Linked DNA regions of Mus musculus: regions 1 and 3 are each linked to region 2. Evidence: chromatin contacts called from public HiChIP or PLAC-seq data. All regions are on one chromosome and are shown on one strand. The core of a region is the stretch at or near the end of the contact, and the rest is flanking DNA. Distances in the headings are between cores, read along the strand shown.

Evidence for each region. HiChIP or PLAC-seq counts read pairs in DNA pulled down with a chosen protein or histone mark.
Region 1: a contact with region 2 is called in an H3K4me3 HiChIP or PLAC-seq map of bone marrow-derived macrophages, with 4 times the contacts expected there. The contact joins the enhancer-like site here to the promoter of Comtd1 in region 2. A contact is called at or near these places in 3 of 115 datasets of contacts at active chromatin or transcription factors (astrocytes, bone marrow-derived macrophages and extraembryonic endoderm stem cells) and 2 of 9 other capture datasets (embryonic stem cells and liver).
Region 3: a contact with region 2 is called in an H3K27ac HiChIP or PLAC-seq map of extraembryonic endoderm stem cells, with 4 times the contacts expected there. The contact joins the enhancer-like site here to the promoter of Comtd1 in region 2. A contact is called at or near these places in 2 of 39 promoter capture datasets (the C10 cell line and maxillary cranial neural crest), 2 of 115 datasets of contacts at active chromatin or transcription factors (bone marrow-derived macrophages and extraembryonic endoderm stem cells) and 2 of 9 other capture datasets (embryonic stem cells and macrophages).

What each region holds. Positions count from the first base shown.
Region 1 is chr14:21,229,970-21,233,264 of GRCm38.p6, reverse strand. The region is part of intron 4 of Adk (adenosine kinase); the gene reads right to left. Among named protein-coding and RNA genes, the nearest start is that of Adk, 180 kb to the right of the region's middle. Within about 2 kb of position 1,399, at least 1 of the 459 cell types and tissues checked has an H3K27ac peak or open chromatin away from gene starts, as enhancers often do. A contact at or near this core is called in bone marrow-derived macrophages, where this site is marked.
Region 2 is chr14:21,847,226-21,850,542 of GRCm38.p6, reverse strand. It overlaps Comtd1 (catechol-O-methyltransferase domain containing 1), which reads left to right and starts at 1,633. Exons shown (of 7, transcript NM_026965.2): 1 at 1,633-1,764; 2 at 1,875-2,002; 3 at 2,228-2,333; 4 at 2,423-2,541; 5 at 2,616-2,670; 6 at 2,796-2,929; 7 at 3,116-3,317. The coding sequence starts at 1,671. The coding sequence ends at 3,268. A430057M04Rik (RIKEN cDNA A430057M04 gene) reads right to left here and starts at 2,965. Exons shown (of 3, transcript NM_176925.3): 1 at 1,464-2,965; 2 at 806-909. The coding sequence starts at 1,672.
Region 3 is chr14:21,310,973-21,314,473 of GRCm38.p6, reverse strand. All of the region lies in intron 6 of Adk (adenosine kinase), which reads right to left. Among named protein-coding and RNA genes, the nearest start is that of Gm52152, 110 kb to the left of the region's middle. Within about 2 kb of position 2,228, at least 33 of the 459 cell types and tissues checked have an H3K27ac peak or open chromatin away from gene starts, as enhancers often do. A contact at or near this core is called in bone marrow-derived macrophages and extraembryonic endoderm stem cells, where this site is marked.

The sequences.
Region 1 (3,295 bases), core at 150-2,649, 620 kb after region 2:
AAGAGGTTAAAAAATTCTATGTATATAAACTAAAAAACAGTTCCAACACAGGAGGCTGGGGAGATAGCTTAGTGGTGAAGACCAATCGCTGCAGACCCAGGTTCAATTCTCAACACCCACATTGCAGCTCACAACTCTATAATTTAAGTTCCAATGTATCCAATGCCTTTTGATCTCAATGGGTATTACATGGTTGTGGTGCACAAACACACACGAAGGTAAAACACTCACACATGTAAATATCAATAATAATAAATAAAAAACATATTTTGAAATACTGAGTATATGTTATGGAAACAAATAAGTATACAAACACTGAGTATGTATGAATACACACACACACACACACACACACACACACACACACACACACACACACACATAATGTATCAGAATACATTTAGAGATAAAGGAATGGAGATAACCAAAATAGTAACAGAAGACCGCAGAAGTGACCGCCTGACGACAAGGAGTACTCTCTCTAGAGATTTATTCTCAAGATGAACATACAACAGAACAGATGTAATTATTTATTCATACTTTATTTACAATGAAATAATGTTATGAATAACAAAGTCTGTGCACAGAAGCCTTACTCAGTACTGGATGAACCTGTTTGCAGAAACCCAGATCCACACACAAAGCAAGGGAAGGGAAAGAGACCAATCTAGCCTTCGGAGGGAGAGCAGGAGAGTGGAGAGCTGGATTACGTCTGGGGAAACAGGATGAGTTCAAGGCCAGCCTAGATTCCACAAGGAAACCAAAACGAAGGGATACAGCTTAGGGGTAAAGCTTAGGCATCTATATGGACAAAGGTTTCAAACCCCACCTCAGAAACAAGCTCCCCAACAATAGCAACAATAACAAAACGAAAAGGATTCGTGTGTGTAGACAATTCTCTAGGATATCTTGTGAAGACAGAAAAGTTATAAAAGAGGAAACTCAAGAATAAAAATATCACAGGAAAGCCTCCAGACATGGGATTTTTCAATATTTTCTAAGGAATTCAAACAAACAAAAAAGTCAAATAAAGCAAAAAACTATGACAACAACAAGTGAGACCTATTGAACAACAAAAGGAGTGATCAATAAGGCAAAAGGGCAGTTATGTATCTGATGAGAGGTTAATATCCAGAATACTAACTAACAAACTTCTAAAACACCACAATGAAACAAATAACCTGAATGAAATATGGCCAAAAGTGTTGAACAGGTGTGTTTCTAATTATCCAAATGGCCAATGTGCACATGAAGATGCTCAATAATACTAACCATCTGGAAAATGAAACAAAACGAAACAAACAAAAAAAAAGCATAATCAGATGTTACTTAATACTAGTCATGACACTAAGAAAAGAGGAGAAAATAGGAAGTATTGGTGAGGATGTGGAGAAAGTACCCATACACTGTGGACAGCTGAAAACAAAACCATAAAGATATACACACAGGGGTCTCAGATAATAAGCAGGGCCTCTGACAGAAGGAACCTTGATGGGACCTTGACATCATATGTACTACCAGGATGCGAGTGTCTGACTGCTTCTCCCACTGAAATTAGCATTCACCAGTAAGCACTGAAAGGAATACAGGAGAATAAGTTGTGAAAAATTATTTCAAAGTTAAAATTATAGTTACCCTTAAAATTCTAGCTACATAGAACCCATGCATACTTCAGTAATGCAAGGACTCATAAGGAATCTACGTAAATACTCTTGAATAAAAAAATATGAAAGTAAGCATGGTGGCACATGTTTGTAATTCCAGCAGTTGAAGTAGAGGAACATCTGCAGTTTAAGATCTTCTTTGGCTGCATATAGTTTCTGGAGGTGCTAGAGCAGCATTTCTCAATATGTGGGTCGTGACCCTTTCACTGGGGGTCACATATCAGATATCCTTTATATAAGATATTTACATACTGTTCATAACTAGCAAAATTACAGTTATGATGTAGTGACAAAAAATAATTTTATGATGGGGGTCGCCACAAAATGAGGAGCTGTATTAAAGGGTTGAGAACCACTGTTATAGAGGACAGAGTATGTGGAAGATTAATTTCTCCAAATACGTAGCTTTCCCCAAAAGCACTCCCACCTGTCATCTACCCAAATGGGACATTTTAGTGACACTTCCAGAAGTAACCCTCCCCCATGCTCCTATAAGTGAGCCCTAGAAACTCTTGGTTTGTCTAGCTGTACTCTGATAGAATTGTTATTTTTGATCTGCTGTTTGTCCTCGGTATCCTATCTGACATGAATAAATGTTTGCTTATGACTCCCAAGGATGGTAGCATGATAATGATACATAGCTTCAATGCAATCCTAACCAAGCCTCAATAGGATACCTAAGGGGATGAAGAAGCTGATTCCATAATTTAATGAAATATGGAAAAGGAGCTAGATGTGCAAAAGATACGATGTGTATCACTTTGAGAGATATCAATGCTGTTAAAGTCTAAATTCTTTAATTATAAAATATATGATAATCTTGTGGATACTGCAACAATTAGAAAGGCATAGCTGCAACAGAAAATGTAGTCATTATTGGTATAAATACCTGAATTAGTTTAATTGAACTTAAATAATGATAGAAACACCAAGATATTACCACAAACAGCTAGGAGAGATATTAATTGCAATGAGGGGCTAACAAAAGGTTTCCAAAGATACATGATCTCATCAATTATCTTTAAAAGTTATGTCTGTGTCATTGGAACTGGCGATGAACTTCAAAGAGAGGCATATAGCATAGCATACAGTATATTTTATGAATCTTATTATGGTGTTCCTAATTCCAACCAAAAATTCAATTTTTCTAACAGGTATCTCGTGGGCACTGCAAACCCACACAACCTGAGGCCTAGACTGCTCACCAGCACGTTTACTCATCACTTCACCTTGACTGTTAAGTACCGCCTTTTAATTATAGAAACAAATACATTTGTTTTTGCAAAGTTCTTCTGAAGGAATTGAAAGCAATGCACTGGTTTAACACTAAAGGGGAAAGTTCTGAAGGAATGGTTCTTGCTGTGTCATTGTGCTCCCCTTGAAAAACTAAGCTATCCTGTGGAAGGAGCCTTGTTAGTTCAGTAGGTCGCACATCAGTCTCACAAACATTCAGGGGATGTTGTGTAAGTTTGCTATAAGATCATAGTGGGCCTACAAGGGCACAGCTTGGGAAGCGAGGACGCATGTTAACAAAAACTAATCAAAAAGATAGCTAAAGGAATATGAGAAGTGTAATGATGGAGCAACTGTTTAGGAAGGAAAAATCTAGTGCAAAATCTAGGTGTCGGCAG
Region 2 (3,317 bases), core at 384-2,883:
GCCCCGCCAGCACGTATTTAGTGCCTGCTGTGTGCTCAGCCCTAAAGGAACTCACATTTCTTCGGGCCTTACCTGGAGAGCATGACTCAAACTCAGAGATATTTTCAGGACTCTCAAGTCATTGAGAGTCAACAAGAAGAAAGAGCTTGTCTAAGGGGCCTGTTCCAGGAGCAGTTAGGAGAAGCAGCTGAGATCCCGCCCTGCCCCTAGAGAAAGTAGGTTCCCCTCCTGTTTGCCTGCACCCTGCACAGATGCTGATAGGTCAAGAAGCCAGTCTACCCTGATTGTGATTGGAGACCTGCCCTCACCTCCGAGGCCCGGGATTCTAGCAGCATTGGCTTCAGTTGGCCAGGTCTAGGGCTCTCTCACTGATCCTGCACCTGTCTGCCTGCCTCCGGAGGGTCTCCGGGCCTGGCCAGTGTTGTTAAGAAACAGACTTCCAGGGCAACCACCTCTGAGGCCCTGTGGACTCCAGCTCTTAAAGACAGCACCAATAGCCTACTAAGCCTGTGTGTGAGGCACACTGTGCGGGTGTTTTCAACCGGAACTCCATCGGGTGTTGTGTGCAGTGAGTGTTGTGAAATATAACTCTGCAAGACAGTATTCTTGGTGGCCCGAGGCAAGGTGCACCCCTGAGAAATTACACTGTGCAACAGTTCTGGTATAAAGGGGGTTTACTGGGAGAAGAGGACTAGAGGCTGGCAAGTGGCTATGTAGACAGACAGATGGGAATGAAGCCAGGGGAGGGGGGAAGGGGGCCAAAGGACTGGAGTGGGGTGGGGGTCTTTTTATCTGTGGCACATACCTGTCGTACGTGGGGGGCGGGGCAGGTGATGCCTTAAGCAATTGCTAGGTCCCTGAGGGCAGGTCAGCAGAGTCTCCTGTGAGCGAAGTCTAGAAAGGATTTCACTGTAGAAAAAAGAGGGACAGTAACACTTGAACTGCATTCCAGTTGTACCTGTCCAGTTGTTTCCAAGTCATAAACTACCACAGTCTTTTGCTTCCACCAGAGTTCAGCATATAGTAGATATTCAATAAATGTCTAGGGAACACCGGTCTAGCAGATAGCCTTGCAAGGGGAACTCAGCTGCTGCCTGCCAAGATGCTACCGCTTCCCAAGGAACCCTCTCTAGCCAATGACCATAACAGCAAGTACCACTATTGAGCACCTACTATGCGAGGAATCCCGTGCCTATCGTAGTAAGGCTGTAATACCTGCTTTACAGAAAAGAAACAGACTCGGAAAGACGGACCGTCACACAAAAAAGCTACACCCAGCATCCCAGCCACTAAGGATACTGTCTTGGAAACCAGGTGACTCTAAACCAGGTTCTTGGTTCCTTTAACTTGGGCACCCCTCCAGCAAGCATTCCCGAGTCTCTTTGGATTCCTCCATTAGCCACACTCACTTTATCCCCTCTCCCCATGCTCACAAGAGCCCTGGTGCAGAGATGACTCCATACCCCGACGCAGTTCCGCATGCAGCCACCGGGTGGCGAGATGTTCTCAGCCTGACCTTGCAATACGGCCATGTGTCACCAGATGGTGCCCGAGGACGCGGCTCTGTGGGCAGGGCCCGGACAAGGTGGAGCCCTGTCGGCTTACTGGTCCCAGTCCCATCCTCGCTACTCCAGCACACGTGACCTCCGCCGCCGCTGCTAACCTGCACCATGGCTCAGCCCGTCCCTCGGCTATCTATCCCAGCCGCACTGGCCCTGGGCTCGGCCGCGCTGGGCGCCGCCTTCGCTACTGGTCTCTTGCTGGGTGAGCTGGGCTGGGCTGCTGCAGTCCGGGGAATGGGAGGAGGGCGCGGAGAAGAGCCGGAGAACCCGGTCAGAAATGCAGGCCCTGACTCGGCACCCTCTCCCCGGCAGGGAAACGGTGGCCTCCATGGGGGTCCAGGCGGCAAGAGCGCCTGCTGCCACCTGAGGACAATCCCCTGTGGCAGTATCTGCTGAGCCGCTCCATGAGAGAGCACCCGGCGCTGCGGAGCCTGCGACTGGTCAGTAGGACTGGGACCGAGAACCGGCTCCCCACTTCCAGCGTGGTGGACCTCACGTGGCTGTGTGACCTTGAGCTAGGCAGAAACCCTCTCTGGGCTTCCGGGTTCCCTGAGACCTGTCCCCTCTAGGCCACACCCGCCACCGAGCCCCTGAATGATTCAAAACCTCAGGGGGGAGGTGGGGGGGGTGACTGGTATGAATGGCACCTCCCTCTCCCCACACAGCTGACCCTGGAGCAGCCGCAGGGGGATTCCATGATGACCTGTGAACAGGCCCAGCTTCTGGCCAACCTGGCGCGGCTCATTAAGGCCAAGAAAGCTCTGGATCTGGGTAGGAACACGCAGCCATGGTCTCTGGAAACCAGGGTCACAGGGCAGCCCTGCACCCTGAACTGAGCTTGACAGTGTCCCCTTCCACAGGTACTTTCACGGGCTACTCGGCCCTGGCCCTAGCCTTGGCGCTTCCGGAGGCTGGCCGCGTGGTGACCTGCGAGGTTGACGCAGAGCCCCCGAAGCTGGGACGGCCCATGTGGAAGCAGGTGAGAGCCCCACACCTGCGGCCGTTCGGGCTCCGGCTCGGGGGCGTGCCGGCCTGACCGGCCTCCTTCCGCAGGCAGAAGTGGAGCAGAAGATCGACCTTCGGCTGCAGCCCGCCCTGCAGACATTGGGTGAGCACCAGTGCGGGAGGGACCCAGACAGCACTGTCCAACCCCGGGGAACAAAACTGGCGACCCTGAGCAGCCCGCTGAGACCCTAGCTCAGCCAGCGGCACATGCCCTCTGTCCCTGTTAAGATGAGCTCCTAGCGGCGGGCGAGGCCGGAACCTTCGACATAGCCGTGGTGGACGCGGACAAAGAGAACTGTACCGCCTACTACGAGCGCTGTCTGCAGCTCCTACGTCCCGGAGGCGTGCTCGCTGTACTCAGAGTAAGGACTAGCTAAGGCAAAACTGCTGCTTCTTGTGGCTGGGTACCCACTCTTCTCAGCTCTTCCCACCCCACCCCCCAGCCCCGCCCCAAAGCCCACCCAGAGTATCATAGGTCCCGCCCCTCCTGGCTAAAGCTCTGGGTCGGCTACCCCCCACTTCCGACGGCCCCGCCCCTCCATCTGTAGGTCCTGTGGCGCGGAGAAGTGCTGCAGCCTCAGCCCAGGAACAAGACTGTTGAATGTGTGCGGAACCTGAACGAACGCATCCTGAGGGACGCCAGGGTCTACATCAGCCTCCTGCCCCTGGATGATGGCCTCTCCTTGGCCTTTAAGATCTAGGGTTAACACGAAGCTTAGGGCCTGGGTGTGAGAACCTAAGACCCCCAGC
Region 3 (3,501 bases), core at 979-3,478, 540 kb after region 2:
AAATATTCCCAACGTTTTTTCTTTAGACACATGCCACTTGAAAACTATCAGCACCCCAGCTGCGTTCCTTGCTATTTCAGTCACTAAGAGAATTAAATGAAGCGGTTTCTACAGCAAGTCTCTGTAGTAGTATGTATATATTTGCTTTTTTAGTCCTTCATTTAATGAGAAGAGTTTTAAAGCTTCCCTCTCTTATTTTTCTTCAAACTGTTACAGCATGAAATAGAAGCCTCCCCGAGCTAGCGTTCTGCCAGCTGTGGATTAACCACAGCCGGCCACAGAATGGGCTATATAAATAGTAACCTGGTCAAATAATTAGGCTTCTCCCCAGCCTCAGACTGAAAATTTGATCTCTGCTCAAATACATATGATTGTAATTTAAGTCACAGAACAGTATGCCTCCAGAGTCTAAATTTGGCCTGATTCCAAATCTATGTGTTTTACTTTAGAATATATAACATAATAGTATTGTAATATGGATAGTATATATTTGATTTTTGTGAATTTTATAAATAGGCAAAAAACATTAGCTTCTAAATAAGTAGTACACGGACAACTTAATTACATTTTAAAACAATCTCTTACTTTGTAAAGTAAATATTCACAATTTAAACAAGTTGGGATTTGTGCTGTAAGATGGCAAAGATTGTTAAAATGTATGCCAACCATAACTTTTCTTCCCAGATTTATAACCTTTGCTGAGGCGCGTACTCCAGCCTACCGCACGACCAAGAGTCAAAACAGTACTGCTACAAAACGAATCGTTCTGTTCATGTTAGGTTTGTAATACAAGTAAGTCAGGAGTCTATATGTGTGTGCTTTAGAAAAACACTCTATATATCCAGCAAAGTCTTGGGATTTTGTAGTTACGGATGTCTGTTTATCCAGTTAGCTCTGTGTGTCTCTCCCTGTAAACAACTCAAAAGTCAGTTTACATATTTACAGATGGAAAAAATGCTTATCAGAATTAAAAACACAGGGGGATACCTTCATTCATTACAAACAAAAAAAAAAAAAAACAAAAAAAAAAAAAAAGGGAAGATTGGGGTAGAAGACCATTTTAGCAAAGCTTGGTTTACTGCCTAGAAATCTTAACCACTCTAAGGGATTTCTCAGGGTATTTTAAATATAGTTTAAAAAAATGAAATATACAAAGACAAAGGGAAACAATTTTTTTCTTCACCAGTATTTACTTCACTTCAGAGTCATTATTTGGGATTCTTTTAAAATGTCTTTACCTAAGAATGTAAGCTTCAGAATGATATCCATTAACGGTTATTTGAGGTATGAAACATATATGTGTGTGTACACAGACACTTATATAAGTTTTTATTGATTCAAAGAAAATAGAATAATAGGGGTGTTGGTGAATGCCTGCAATCCCAGCATTCAATAGGCTGAAGCAGGGGGTTCAAGAACACAAATATGGTACCATGTTCACAGAAGTTTCAAGGCCAGCCTGGGCTAAACAAGACCTTGCCAGAAATAAAACATAGAAGTATACAGAGTGACAGTGACTCTGACTAAATGGACATACTAAGACAAACTGGGATGGGAAGGGAGACCTTTGCCTGTGCTATCATGAAATACTGATCAGGGTATCCTAGGAGGGCAGAAGCAAACGATGTCATTTTATAATACTGAGTCTCATCTGTGCCTACCTAGTCCTAAAGCAAATACATGCCGGCATTAAGACGTATGCAGTGGTAGCTGAGTGGTTCAGCATCCTTCTGCACTTCACATAAAGAACAAGCAAACACTCAGCTTGGCTGATTGCTAGGGACTTGTAGTTTATCCCCACCTCCAGACACATAGCCATATGAATTCTCGTTTGATCACAAGTTTTTTGTTTTTGTTTAAATATAGACTCTATAACAAAAGAAAAGTAAATACCATACTTCTCAAGTATGAAATTATTTCCAAGGACAGAACTAAAGAAATACTGTCTTAAACATATTAAGATCCTCGCTCACTCAAACAGAAGACTGGGAAAGGTGGCAAAGGAAAAATAAAATAAATAAATACATCAACTCTGTAAAGAACCTGAGAAATAGCTGGGCAGGATGTTCTGTTTTGAGTCTGAGGTCTTCCTAGGCTATGTCCTGGCCCTCTTTGGCCAGTCTGACTCATCTCCCCAGATTGAACTTCCTAGTAAAGTCCAATGTAGATAGACAAAGGCTCTTTTCTAACAATCAACAATGTTTAAGGCGTTGAAAGGTGGAGCTGGGATGGATCTCAAGGCCAACCACATCTAGGCCAGAGTCCTCTCGGTGAGCAGCAGTCCTAGCCTGAAGCAGCATACAGAATGCTGCTGAAGAGTAACCGGCAGACTTAGGAAGGATCTGAAAATACACACAGGGAGTAGTCAACAAACTCTAGTCCTGACAACTTGCTTCTGTGCTGGATCTGAAATATCTCCCCACATGCTCATGACTTTGAACATGTCACTTCCTCCTGGAAGTGCTGTTACATGTCAGACACAGGCCTGCCTAGGAGAGAGGTCAATAAGATCAGGCACTTGAAATACACCCACTGCAGCCGGGCGTGGTGGTGCACGCCTTTAATCCCAGCACTCTGGAGGCAGAGTCTGAGTTCGAAGCCAGCCTGGTCTACAAAGTGAGTTCCAGGACAGCCAGGGCTACACAGAGAAACCCTGTCTGGAGAGAGAAAAAAAAAAAAAAGAAAAAAGAAAAGAGAAGAGAAGAGAAGAGAAGAGAAGAGGAAAGAAATACACCCACTGCATTTTGACCTGTGCTTTCAGCTTGTGGGTTTCTGAGTAGTCAAACCAAAGCAGGTCAAAACAAACAAACAAAACCCAAAGCAAAACTAAAGCAAAACCCTAAGAAACAGACTACCCTTAGCTGGGACATTTTATGTTACAATGAAATACATTATTACCCTGCCTTTTAAAAATGTTTGAATGTTGCTATTATATTTAAACTACAAATGTAGTTTATAGCATCTCCAGAGGAAAAAGGCTGTTGTAGGGAATATTTTGCAGACATTACAAAGGATGAGAGTTAAGCAGTAAAGGTAACATTTCATGGTCCATATGTGTTTAATCAAACATGACAAAGGTAGTATATGTACTGTTAGTGTGATTACAAACTGTATAATATCAATGTAAAATAAATGGCAATGATGGCACATGCCATTAACCTCAGCACATGGGAGGCAGAGGCAGGTGGATCTCTGTGAGTTCGAGGCCAGCTTGGCCTACAGAGGGAGTTCCAGGACAGCCAGGACTACACACTAAAATAAAACCCTGTCTTGAAAAACATAAACAAAACAAAACAAAAGAAACGATGAGAAGGGATTCATGAAGAGAGCTGGATGCTGCTGCTAATTTATTTTAAAAATTAGTGATATGGTTACTTATGCTGGAGATGAACCAGAGTTAGTTTGTTCGATTGAAATGAATATCTACACAGTCAGAAGACATTTATAAATACCGAGAATATTAATTCAATAAACAAGAGTAAGTACAGATAAACGGCTGAG